Linked DNA regions of Mus musculus: region 2 is linked to region 1. A link is a contact called in public HiChIP or PLAC-seq data. All regions are on one chromosome and are shown on one strand. Each heading gives the region's core, a stretch centred on a gene start, on an enhancer-like site or on the middle of the called end of the contact. The rest is flanking DNA. Distances are from core to core; before and after follow the strand shown.

Region 1 (6,357 bases), core at 1,526-4,025:
CTCGGCCTATCTTTGCTTAAAGTGAAAGTCCCCCACCTTGCAAGAAGAGGTTAAAATGCATGCAGGATGGAGACACATCGGGGTCCAAGGGCTGGGAGATGGGTCAGCAACAGACTTGCCTGGCCTGCACAAGGCCATGGGTGTGTCTCTCTTCGGCCCTATGATGGGATCAGGGTCCGGATATCATACTGCCAGACTTCAGACAGGGCTATAAGGAAAACAAGGGTTTTGGGCTTTTTCTTAGCAAAAACAAACACTTCATATACCTACCTGGAGCAGGTGTGCAGGACAGTAAATGATGTTCTTAGCGTGACCCGCCCAGCCTCTAGTGGGCGCCAGTCAGAACTCCTGCACTGAGCGGCTGCCTCTCTATCCCCCTTTGCTGCTTGTTACTGCTCTGTAGGTGGAAGCCTGGGTTTCAAAGGTATGGGCTGTCTATGTTAAAGGGCAGTCCCAAGGAATCAGGACAGGAAATGTTGGGCGTGTCCACAGTAGAAGCATCCTCGTCCACACCAAGGAACCAATGCTCTCGGTATTTTGGTAGCAGGCCCTCTAATTGATTCATAAAATAAGCCCCAACCTAAATTTCATTCCCCCCTTCTCAAATCTACCTTTAATTCCATCTGGTCCCATTCTCCAGCTAAGCCCTCCTTCCCCCCCCCCCCCCGCCCCCAAGCCTGGTGTCCGTGCCGTACAGTAAGGACTTAGTGAGTATATCCTTTTGAAAACTTGCTAAACTTGACTTGGTCATAAGCTGCTGGGTCTGTGTCCTTTGACTTTCCGAGGGCTTGACTGTTATCTTTCCTTCCCTATCTTATTATGAAACGGTAGAACATCTCAAGAGAAAAGCTGGATAACAGCCTGAGAGATCTTTAACAGTGCAGGCTAGGGGGTAGCTACGCTGAGAGGATGCTTGCTGAGCTTTGGCAAACAAAGCCTCAGGTTCAACCCCCATCCATACCAAACTGGGGCCAGGCATGGTGGCACAGGCCTGGAATCCCAGTACCCGAGAAGGTAGAGTTTGAAGGCAGCTGAGACTATATCGTGAGTTCTAGGCCAGCCTGGGCTACATAGTATGTCACTGTCTGCCTGTCTTTCTTTTTCTTACTTAATTCTTTTTCCTTCCTCAAAGCCTCTGCTTCTGCTCTAAGTCCCAAACTCCAAAAACCGCTCCCCTAAAGGACAGATAGGAGTAAGCAAGGTCCCTCCCTAGCAGAAGCAGTCTGTGAAGGAAATAAGAGTTGCCACCAGTTAAGCTAAACCAGGAGCGGAGAGACATTCCATGTCCCTAATCAACTAAAGCTGCATAGAAGATTCTAGCTCTGTCCCTTTCCCATCATGCTCTCTGCTGTGCTGACCTGCCTGCCTTCTTCCCTCCCTCCCAGCTCCCAAGGCCTTGCACCTGAGTAGTTTCAAGTGTCCATCAATGTATAGACACTGCAAAATGATCCAATGGCCTTTTCACTGCGGAGTGGTTACCATCACACTCTGGCATAATTTTAACAGGGTAGGGGAAGACAGCCCAGGGGGTCCCTGGGGAAAGGCAGTGAGCACAAACGTTTGTGCAATCTCAGGACTTCCTTTCCTTCCTGCGAGGCTCTGTGTGTGTGGCTGCATGGGTCCCAGAGCCTGGCTTCTACAGAGCCTAGCTTCTACTTTGCCAGGCTCTCACCTGCCGCGCCCTTCTCAGCCTGTGTCCACCCTCTGTCATGTGCTCCTGCTGTCCTGCCTTGGCACGCTCACTCAGCCATCTCATCCCCATGGGGCCCTGGAGCTGTGGGTCGGGCATGGGCTGTGGCGTACAGTGGACGGACGGGAGTGTCCAGATGGATGGCGCGTGGACAGGGCCATAGCAGAGCTGCAGGTTTTGCCACTTAGAAGACAGGGAGATGCCGGGCATTGTGGCACACACCTTTAATCCCAGCGCTCGGGACAGCCAGGGATACACAGAGAAATCCTGTCTCGAAAAACCAAAAAAAAAAAAAAAAAAAAAAAAAAGGAAAAAAGAAAACAGGGAGATGGAAGAACCGGCTAGAGCCACACACTGCTAGAGCAAGGAGGTCCCTTGACAGGGCCTTGATTGTCCTTTATTCTCTCTTCTCCCAACCCCCACGCTCCTCTGGGTGACTATTTTGGGTCACCGGCTTTTCTTCTGGGCTCTCCCGTGCGGCTCACTCCGCAGCTGGTACGTGACAATGCAGATCTGCGTTGTGAGCTTCCTAAATTGGAAAAACGACTTCGGGCTACGGCTGAGAGAGTTAAGGCCCTGGAGGGTGCACTGAAGGAGGCCAAGGAGGGCGCTATGAAGGACAAGCGTAGATACCAGCAGGAGGTGGACCGCATCAAAGAAGCCGTGCGGTACAAGAGCTCCGGCAAGCGGGGCCATTCTGCCCAGATCGGTGAGTGGATGTCAGCTGGTGAGACCGCATCGCCACCTGAGGCAAACGCAGCCAGTCCCTAAGTGCCAGACCACTCAACGCTTGCTTTTAGTCCCCAGCCTTTCCACCAGAGGATGACGCTGTCAGTTTGTGGTTTGCTGGGGTTGACCTTGGGGCCAGGTAGACTCGGGTAACCGATGATAGCTTTCTCACGGTTGTTTCTTCTGTTCTGTAGCTAAGCCTGTGAGGCCTGGCCACTATCCTGCCTCCTCACCCACCAACCCCTACGGCACCCGGAGCCCCGAGTGTATCAGCTACACCAACAACCTCTTCCAGAACTACCAGAACCTGCACCTGCAGGCTGCGCCTAGCTCCACTTCAGATATGTAGTGAGTGACGTGGGTGTGGCCGCAGTTCCAGCCCAAGGCCATCTGGGCCCTCTGAAGGCATTAGGGTGGTGTCAGCTCTTGGTTCCTTTAAAAATGCATTTCCTGAGTCCCGTGGTTTCTAACCCTTTTCGCGGTCTTCTGGGTCGTGGTTAGGAGGTGGGTGCTTTCTCCTTGTCGCCATGATTGGTGGCCTCTGTTGCAGGCATAGAAAGGGTGAGTGACCGGGAGGAAGGTGGGCATAGTGGCTCTCAGAATGGTGGGCTGCATCTGTATTCTGCTCCTTCCAGCTTTGCCAGCAGCGGAGCCACATCTGTTGCCCCCTTGGCTTCCTACCAGAAGGCCAACATGGACAATGGTAAGTGATGAAGACGCAGGATTCCCAGGGAAGATGAGAGGTGTTTACAACAGACACGAACAGAACCTTCCTCTCACTGGAGGGTCAAACAAAACGATACTGTCAGGGAGAGCTCGTGGAACAGCCTGTGCCTAGTGTGGTTTCTGCCCTGCATCCCATTCCTGGTACAGCTGGGGAGGGAGGGGTTGTACCGGGGTTGGGTACGATTCATGTGGACCAGCTTTCTCCTAAGGGCTTGCTTAGGTCTCCAGCCAAACCCACTATTTTCTGGAGTGGTGAGGGTAGAGTGCCTCAGTTTACCAGTTCAGAGGCATGGGCTTCAGGATGGGAGGGGTTGTGAAGACTGTTCCTCACGCCAGCTTTTTTCTAACCCTGTGTTCTCATCCCTTCAGGAAATGCCACAGATATCAACGACAACAGGTACTCAGACTTGGGGTCTCTGGGCGGGACCCAAAAAAATCGAATAACACTTCTCTAAGAGGACTTCCCTGGAGCTCTGGGGAGGAGGGAAGAAATGAGGCAGGAGATCCAGGCACTCCCATGGGTACTTTCTCCGTACCTCAGGGAACGTTCCGACCTTGGGCAAGGCCTGAGGTTCCTTAGGAAGCCTGCATCCTTCCTGCCCTCACCCGCCCTTCAGTATCTCAGGCACGCTGTCAGAGTGCTGGCCGCAGTGGGGGCAGAGCTGTTGACAGGCTGTTTCTTCCTCCAGGAGTGACCTGCCGTGTGGCTATGAGGCTGAGGACCAGGCCAAGCTTTTCCCTCTCCACCAAGAGACAGCAGCCAGCTAACTCCCAACCCTGGCCACATATCTGCACTTTCAGGTAGCTGCAGGCCACTTCCCTCCCTAGCCCCAGCCTCCTCCTGTCTGGCCATGGCTGCTTCTCCTGTTCATGTGTATGTGTATATGTTTGTATGTGTCTGTATGTGTGTGTTGTGTGTGCATGAGTGTACCCACATCAGGAGGCCAAGGTTAGTAGGTGTGGGTGTCTTCATTTGTGTGTGTGTGTGTGTGCGCGCTCACATCCACAGGCCAGCCTTGGTGTGGGTGTCTTCCTCTCTCACTTTCCATCTTACTTTTTGAGGTCTCTCACAGAACCTGGAGCTTGCTGTTTTGGGGTAGACTGGCTGGTCAGTCACCTCCCCACCCTCCCTCTGTCCCACCCCACCCCCCATATCTGCCCATTTCTGTCCCCTGGGGTACTGGGGATCCAAACATAGTCCTCATGTCTGTTCAGTAAGCACTTAGTGACTGAGCCAAAATCTTCCAACTCCTGCTTGGCCCTGTATGGCTGCACGAGGCAGAGGCAGGGAGATCATGAGTTCAAAGGAGTCCTGGATTCATGAGACCCTGTATCAAAACCAAACAGAAACATTTGCTAAAAAGCCCAAATCTCATTCATAGCCAACCCTGACCTCCCATGGCCCCAAGCCTTCCCTTAGGTGCTGGTGGTAATCACAGTACTCATTTCTACCACTAGGGGTCACTGTCATACATTAAAATTTTTGTTAAAGGCAAGGGCTGCTGTCCATCGGTCTACTACCTTGTGCCTTTACCCTAAAATAGCCTTAAAATAGCCTTAGATACACAGAGATGTCTAAGCCACCTCGTGTAAAGGTGATGTCTGCACTACTCCTGGATTGACATATGCTGCCAAAGACTCTCGGTGTCTCTAGCTAGAAACAACAGTACGGTCAGTAAAAATGGAAACCAGCTGCCTCCCCATCCACTAACCCTCCAGCTTCAACACCTCCCCAATCACACCAAGTCCCCGATCACACCAGGACCTGGTGTCACCGGGCATATTCCATGTTTGTTTTAGACCCCAGATGGTCAGAGAGACCTATGTTATGGTACACTTTATAGCTCCTTTGCTGAATCAAGAGAAAATGTCCAGTCTTGCTGAGATGCACGAGGCCGCGTCCCTCCCAGGCTTTCCCCGGACAGTGGCTCAGGCAGAAAAGCAGGAGAGAAAGAGATGTGTTAAGGGGGAGAGGATGCTGGCAAGACTTGGGGTGGAGAAACATGGATTGGACTGGCTGGCAGTGGGGGGTGGGGCTGGCTTCGTGGTGTTCTATGTTGTCTGTTCCTACACAGAGGCCAGGCCGGGCTGGCTCCTCACACCCTCTTTCTCTTTCTTCCCCAGTTTCTAAGAGGGACTGAGGCCTCTTCTCTCAGCATGCTGCAAAACCTGTGGTCTCTGACACTAACTCCCTCCCCAGCCCGTGATGTTGGACTGTTTGATGTCTCCTCCTATTCCGTATCTCTTTGTACTCTGTATCTATCTATCAGAAGCTGCTGCTGTCTCTCCTCTCTGTCCTCCCCTCTAAGTATCTGATGATGTATTTAGCAGTTTTTAAGCATAGTCTCCCTTCCTCGTTGGGCGTTAGGGAGGAGGGAATATTTCTTCTTTCTTCCATAGACTCGTTTCTTACACCGAGTGATGTCAGTCACTGAGTAGAGGTCACAAAAGATAAAGGAAAAATGGGAGCGGGGAGGCTGCCCTTCTTCTCTCTCACAAACACACGTGTACACGCACACACGCATGCACACACAGTGTACATACAAAGCCTTAAGCAGAGGAATGTCTTAGCATCTACGAAAAGAGAGAAATAGACCCCTTCCCTCTTTACACAGAACACAGAGGAGGCCCCAGTGGAAGGTTGCGACACCGCTCTCTCCCTCACACATACGCATCCCTCACCGGAGTCAGCACACTGGAGGCGGTCTCCTCTGCCCTGTGAGGTCTGCCTTGTGCTCCCTTCCCTGGTTGGAGAGCATGGACTACTCAAGGGACTGTTTCCCTTTCTGGCCCAAGCCTCTTGTACTTTCCACTCCAGATATCACAACCAGAACTTAGAGTTGGTTTAAAACATCTTCTGAAAATTCGAGAAGGCGGACTGCTGAGAAACCGCTGCTCACCTGTCTGTGCCAATAGTTATACGCAGGTGGAGTCAGAATGGTTGGCTCCCTGGCTCTGGGGAGTGAGCAGGCTGAGGGACTACTGTGTGCTACTCTGTCACAGAACCCTCAGGTTGAAGCTCCAAGCTCGTTCTTTCTCCCATATTGGGCTGTGTGTGCTTCCCACTCCTGACTTTGGTTTGGGGCTTCCGGTTTGTTGGCATAATCGCCGTCTCTAGATGCCGTCCCTTCAGAATGGAATCTGGCCTGTTCCCAGTATACCTTCCTCCCCCAAACACAGTTCCTTCTGTAATCTCCATCTGGTCCCAAGTG
Region 2 (6,749 bases), core at 1,458-3,957, 35 kb before region 1:
TACAGGCTGAGGTTCTGAGGCATCCCTGAGCTAACTCCTCATCTCCTGCTCTGAGGACAGAGTTAACTGAGACACCTCTTGGAGTGACAGTGTCACACTCAGACACCATCTGCATTATCCCCAGGTAATAAGCTTTGTGGGAAGAGGGATCGGCAGACTGACATGCCAGCAGATACAGAAGCCACCAGGAGCACACTGTGGAGGGAAGGGACAGGAAGTTATTCCCACTGTGTAGGAAGCACTTCCACACGGGAGAACAAGATAAGGAATAAGTGAGCACGCCAAGCCATGCCAGTGTAAGGCAGCTGCCAACATTCCTCACAACTAACCAGCCCCACAGACACGGCCACAGGACTGACAGACACACACACTGGGCCTGCTGACAAGGTCCCCATGACTTTGGCCACGCCTCCACTGAGATCTCCTAGCATCAGTGAGAGCCCAGCCTAGCTCAGCCCAGTTTGCTGTGGAGCTAATAAAACACAATCTATAGAGGCCATCGCTGGACCTCTGTACCCCCAGGACTGTACTGACTGCTGTTCATTCACCCTGGGCTTTCTCTTATGTTACCTATACGTATGCTAACTCCTATACTTCCTGTACACAGTCTAACAGTCATGTAAAAGGGCTCCTTTAGGGCATCTCTTCCTCTGCAATAAATTCCTGGTTAAAGTGTGTGCCCCGCCCCCGACTCCTTAGAGCACACAGAGCAGGCTTAATATATTACTATCGTCTTTTCTCGGCTGATTACAGTATTTATGTTATTCCCCAAAATGATCTTGGTCTGACCACGCGTGTGGTTTTCTGACATTTCCAAGTCATTTGCTTCCACCTTCCCTAATGGCTGCTACAGTTCAAATTCAAGTTCTTGCTAAATACTAATGAGAACTTAATTTAATGAGTGAAATATCTTATAAAATAAAAAAGGTCGGACTGGAGAGATGGCTCAGCAGTTAAGAGCATCTGGCTGCTCTTTCAGAGGTCCTGAGTTTAATTCCCAGCAACCACATGGTGGCTCACAACCATCTGAAATAGAATCTGATGCTCTCTTCTAGTGTGTCTGAAGACAGCTACAGTGTACTCATATAAACAAAATAAATCTTTAAAAAAAAATGTCTACTCCAACCTTAAACGATTTACTATGTTCAAGCTTTATAATTCAATGCACAGATTAGACCCTGGGGCCTAACTAATCACTAGTCCAGAATGTAACTGCTTTGAGATATCTCAATTGTATTTAATAAGACTTGGGTTTTACAGGTCTTGTTAGTTGTAATCTCACTGGCTCGACTCTCCTTTCTGGCATTGTTCATTGGTGGCTGCCAGCTGCTGGGCAAGGCCTTTGAAAGCCCTGAGACCTCCACACCACCCAGGCTGGGGTTGGCATACCCACTTATTGTTGTGGCTTGCCAGAGAAGGAAAAGGACCTGCATCTGGGGAGAAAGGTCAGAGTCCAGAGGGATCCTGAGGTAGCACACAGTCTTACCGCATCAAACTCTGCTTGATCATCCTCAGGTAGGTCGCTGGTTTCATAAACGTCTGGCTCATTCCTGGCCTGCAGGGAGAAGCGGTGACCACCCAGACTCATTACCCAGCATTCATCCCTTATCCCATTTCCTTTGAACAAGGCATTGCAAAACCTGACTGTCATTCAAGGATTCCGCCCTCCACCTCCCCTGTCAACTCTATGTCCGTTTCATCCAGTGGGATGACCACAGGTACAAACTGGGATCTGGGATAAAACGTCCATAGTGAAAGAAAGATGCTACCCTGAACATGGCTGAGAGGCCAGTCCTTGGTAATTATCTTGTCCTAATCTGGTGAGGGTTTCTTGAGTTAGGCCCTGCACATCACTGTACAAGGGTTGAGAGTGACTCAGGACCTTAGTTCTCAAGGTCCGGTGTGCCAACCCCCCGCCCCCAACCCTGAGAATGCAGAGAGGACAGCATCAACGGAGGGTACATGCCGGCTTGTGCATGAGGAGCAAGCACACAGGTGCTCGCAATGCACAGAGCTCCCCACTGGCACAAGGTTTCTGCAACAGTAACCTCTTCCCTGGCAAGATGAAGGCCACCAAGTGGCCTGGTGAGTTCGGCTGGAGTCAGGGTGCGGGGGCGGGCAATCGGGAAATTTGGGGCGACAAGGGCACTGTTGACATGGACGGTACAGACATTCGGGCTCAAGTGGTAAGCGCCCGGAGGCGATTTCTGGGCGGAGAAACCGGCTACTGCCAGAAAAAGGGCCCGACGCGGTCCAACGGCCCGGCCCAGTCGGGTCTGGAGTCCAGAAGGTGCTGCGGCCGTCGAAGGGCGAGCGGCGGGGACCCTTGGGGCTAGGGGGCTGCCAGCGGGAGGGGTCGCGGGCTGGCTTCTGTTGGGGGTCCTCGGGAGGTCGGGGGCGCGGTCTGGGGAGCCGGGCCCGGCCCTGTACTCACAATGCCGGGGAGATCGGCGTATTTAGGGTCCGCCATGGCGGCGGCGAGGCGGGGCTGGGGGACCGAGGCCTCGGAGGAGCCGGGGCTGGTGACCGAGTGGGGGAGAGGCTGGGTCCGGGTCCCCAGCAAAGGCGACGATAAGGGGAGCGGCGGAGGAGCAGGAAGTCTCGCGACAGGAGCAGGCCGGCAGGAGGCGGGGGACAGCAAAAGTCGCGAGGACAGCCGGCTACCACACCCCTGGACAGGCTGGGATTGGTGAGAGCGACAGGGAATGAGGTAATGGCGAGGAGACGCCGCCTAGCATTGTGGGATATGTAGTCCCGGTCTTCTGGGGCTTGGGCTGGAAGCGACAATAACAACGTTAGGGAGCTATTGCATACAGTTATCTCCTTTCGTTCTTAATAGTCTATGAAAGGAGTTTCATAATTCCTGCTTTAGAAAACCTAGAGATTGGTTACATGAAACCACACAGCTCGCCACGTTGTAAACAATAGCAAGATTTAGTAAACATTTAAAGAATAGAAAAATGAGGCCGTCTTTTCAGGTTAGGGCTTCTGGACAAAATAGAGGGACCCTAGTTAAATTTTAATTTCAGGAGCTGGAAAGATGTCCCAGGGGTTAAGAGCACAGTCCTCTTGTAGAGGACCTGGGTTCTATCCCCAGCATCCAGATAGTGGCTCACAGCCATTTATAATTCCAGTACCAGGTGCCCTCTTCTGGCCTCTGAGGGCACCAGACACACACGTGGTACACTGACATACATGCAGACAAAACACCCATACACATAAAATAAATAAATAATAACAATTTTTTATTGAAGTTAATTTCAGGTCAACAACTAACAATTGTTAGTATAAGCATGCTTCTTATATTTCTGATATGCATATAATAATCTGAAACCCAAGTTCGTCTGAGGGTGCTATTTCTTCTTCTTTTTTTCTTCAAAAGTCTGGACATCTTAAATGAAAAAGCGCTGGCTCACAGTCTGACTGAACTCTCCATGACGGTCATCAATTTCATTAATAGTTCCCCAGAAATTAGGAGGAAGGAATTTGACACAGGTCTCAAACTGTAGTTCAGGGTGGCTTGGAACTCACTTTTCAGTGCTGGGGATTGAACTCAGGACCTTACATATAGTAGCTTTGTGTCCAGTCAGCAACCAATCTTTCTGGAGGAGAGATACAGTATGGTTAATCCTCTTACTTTGCCACATCAATGCATGACAATAGAAACCCCAATTATTTAATTTAATTTGTTTCTTTGTGTGTGTGGTGTGTGTGCGCGCACACAGGAACGTGGAGATCAGAGGACAGCTGTTATGCATCTGCTTTCTCTCCCCACCATGGGGGTCCTGCAGATCAAACTCAGTCGTGTGGCAAGCCCCTTCACCTGCTGAGCCATCTCACTGACCCATTTTTAAAACAGAAGGAAAGGCTGGGTGTGGTGGCACATGCCTGGTCTAGTGAGTCCCAGAATCTCTATGTAGCTCCAGCTGTCTCAAAACAAGAACAGAAGAGGAGAAGGAGGAAGGGGGTTGGGGCTGGGATGGGAGGTGAGAGACAAATAGAAAACCTACTACGTGCTACTAGAGAAATAAAAAGGTACACTCAGGACAAAAGGAAGTCCTCAAGCCAGACACAGTGCTGTCCACATATATTCCTAGCACTTGGTAGCCTGGGTAGGAATACAGGAACAGGCTAGCCTGTGTAAGGACCCCCCACCCCCCACCCCCCCGGCCAGGTCCCATCTCAAAAATTAAAATAACCGAAAATAGAGGATGAACTGTTGCAGCTGTATAAAAACCTTGTTGGGGGCATGTGTGGGCACACATACCCACTGAATTCTTGCCTCGATGGACTGTCATTTTGAAGTCACTAAGGATGCCACCTTCTTGTCTCTAGAGGCTGGACGTTGGTATATTTCCTGAGCTTGCAAGATGCTGCAACCTTCAGAAACAGTGCCAAACGACCGAGGGTAGCGTTCCTGAATTAGGAACTCGCCATTCTCATTCCTGGCTTCTGCCCAAGCCTCGGCCTCTGTCACCATGATCTCCAGGTCATGTATTGGGCTTCTTTCTGTTGGTTCCCTTAAGAGTCAAGGAGTGTGACTAGTGAAGGCCCAGCTCAGCTGGTATCTGGCCGGTTAGGGCTTGTTTGTCTAGGCCACTGCCCTCTCATCCTTCCCCCTTAGTAACTAACTGACCCTAGACACTGGCCAGTTTCTGAGCCAAGGCCTCCACCCCCTCCCTTCTGATTTCTCCCATCACCCCATCTTCCCCTTGGCTGGAACCTCAAGCCCTGCATCGGAGCTCTCTGTTGACAAGCAGAGGCTGTGACATTGAGCGAAATCAATTTGACCAGCTCGTGGTGTTCCTGTTTTGGGCTGCGGAGGAGACAGGACAAGAACTCTCTGGGCTTGGCTCTTTGTCCCCTTTCCTTTCCTTTCCTTTCCTTTCCTTTCCTTTCCTTTCCTTTCCTATCCTTTCCTCTCTCTTTCTTTCTTTCTTTCTTTCTTTCTTTCTTTCTTTCTTTCTTTCTTTCTTTCTTTTCTTCCGATGTGGAAACTGGGAGAAGAAAAGAATGGAGACTCTGTCCAAAGGTAACTAGGGCAGTAAACACACAGAGATACTGAGCCCGTCTGAGACCCAAATGTAACTCTTTGCCCTGGAAGCTCCTCACAGCAGGACCTCTGGCCCTTTGTTCCTTTCCTCAGGCTGCTATACTCCTGTTCTCTTGCAAAAGCTGCCCTGCCTACCCATATCCCACCCCAACCTTAGAGGCCTCGATGAGAACTCCATCTGTCCCTGAATGGCTGGAAGATAGCTTGTCTTTCCTTCTATTATTATATTATATTTACTTCTATTATATATTATATTATAGAGGAGTAGGCAAGACCTGCCTGTCTTTTCTCCATGCCATGGGATCTAGACTTCACTTCTGTAGCTTCCCACCCGTAAAGGCTCACTGGCTCATTGTACATCTGAGGGGCAGAAAGAGGCTGGGAGAAGGAGGATAAGTGTGATTTAAATATGAAAAGTGGGGTGTAATGGGTGTTTTTTGTTTTGTTTTGTTTTGTTTTTTGCGGGGGTGTGTGTTCTGGAATTAAGGGAATGGGAGGCCCGTAGGTGCTCTTTCCCAGGCAGGCGACAGGCCCACCTTAGTCCTCTTTTCCATTCCTGTAGGTGGAGTCTAAGGAGGAACAGACAGGTCGCGTGTAGCAAAGTGAGCTGTGTGGGGAAGGGGTGAGGACAAGGTTATTTGCGAGCCTCCAAATCAAGGAACCAGGTGAGCCTAAGCCAAACTCCACCTTTGGGTGGTCGCAGTTCGGAGGATCACCTCCTGCGAAGGAAACCCCGCCCCCGCGGCTCCGGCGCGCCCCGCCCAGGCCCGCAGCGCGGCTGCAGCGCGAGGGGCGGAGAGGCACAGCGCGGCGAGAGGACCAGACGCCCAGGTCGCCCGCATCCAGTGCCGCAGGACACCGAAAGCTCATCTTCCCCGAGGCGTTCCAGCTGCTCCCTTGGCCTCAGCGACAGATCACCTGTCCACTGCCTCGACCTCAGCCCAGCGTCCCCTTCCTCCGGAGTACACGCTACCCTTGCAGTCGGAGACGCTCCCAGCCCCTCGTCGTCGTCGACCACCATGGCGGAGACTAACAACGAATGCAGCATCAAGGTGCTTTGCCGATTTCGGCCCCTGAACCAGGCCGAGATTCTGCGGGGGGACAAGTTCATCCCCATTTTCCAAGGGGACGACAGCGTCATTATTGGGGTGAGTGCTACATCCGAAGGAAATTAGAGGAGGGGGCGGGATGCAAAAATCTTTTCACCCCCAAGACTTAGTCCCTCTGCCTGTCATCCTGCAGCAGCTCAGGGATGCTCAGCCTCCATCCTCTCCGCCGCAGCCCCTCCTCTCCCCTGCATCAGGATGGCTGGGTGTGGCCTGCCTAGGCCTGCAGCCAAGTCTCTGCAGAGTGGGAGGGGGCTCCTTTCCCGTCATCAGGAACCCCAACTTGTCTTTGCTACTCTCTTGCAATGTTCCCACCCCTTAGAGCCAGTTCCCTGCCTTTGTGATGTTTTCCCTCTCCCCTAGAGAAAGCGCGTTTTCCCTTTGTTATTGACTCTCATCTCTACCCTAACCTCCACGAAGGGAGGGGAAGGTTAGTGGATGGGCTTGATAGGAAATGAGAAGTCTAGGGCCTCTGTGGAGGAATGAATGGGAGTGGGTTCTAGGACGGGCCCTTCCATCATCGCCTTTAGTAGTTGCTGCCTGGACTTGGGGGGAGGGAGCAGAAATCTGGTGAAGGGTTTTCTGGGAAA

The links. HiChIP or PLAC-seq counts read pairs in DNA pulled down with a chosen protein or histone mark.
Region 2: an H3K4me3 HiChIP or PLAC-seq map of the SCID.adh cell line shows a contact between it and region 1, with 16 read pairs. The contact joins the promoter of Dctn2 here to the enhancer-like site in region 1. A contact is called at or near these places in 7 of 39 promoter capture datasets (the 3T3-L1 cell line, 3T3-L1-derived adipocytes, hippocampal neurons and 3 more), 18 of 484 Hi-C or Micro-C datasets (the G1E-ER4 cell line, the HL-1 cell line, the N1E-115 cell line and 10 more), 10 of 115 datasets of contacts at active chromatin or transcription factors (the 230-238 cell line, CD8 T cells, the HPC-7 cell line and 4 more) and 3 of 9 other capture datasets (adipose tissue, liver and pancreatic islet).

The regions. Positions count from the first base shown.
Region 1 is chr10:127,227,334-127,233,690 of GRCm38.p6, reverse strand. It overlaps Kif5a (kinesin family member 5A), which reads left to right. Exons shown (of 29, transcript NM_001039000.4): 24 at 2,183-2,399; 25 at 2,614-2,767; 26 at 3,055-3,122; 27 at 3,515-3,542; 28 at 3,835-3,946; 29 at 5,270-6,357. The coding sequence ends at 3,913. Among named protein-coding and RNA genes, the nearest start is that of Pip4k2c, 19 kb to the right of the region's middle. Within about 2 kb of position 2,775, at least 41 of the 459 cell types and tissues checked have an H3K27ac peak or open chromatin away from gene starts, as enhancers often do. A contact at or near this core is called in CD8 T cells and the SCID.adh cell line, where this site is marked.
Region 2 is chr10:127,262,220-127,268,968 of GRCm38.p6, reverse strand. Dctn2 (dynactin 2) reads right to left here and starts at 2,707. Exons shown (of 14, transcript NM_027151.2): 1 at 2,435-2,707; 2 at 1,487-1,555. The coding sequence starts at 2,470. It overlaps Gm40800 (a long non-coding RNA gene), which reads right to left and starts at 4,665. Exons shown (of 2, transcript XR_872171.2): 1 at 4,268-4,665; 2 at 3,225-3,602. Kif5a (kinesin family member 5A) reads left to right here and starts at 5,606. Exons shown (of 29, transcript NM_001039000.4): 1 at 5,606-6,201. The coding sequence starts at 6,073.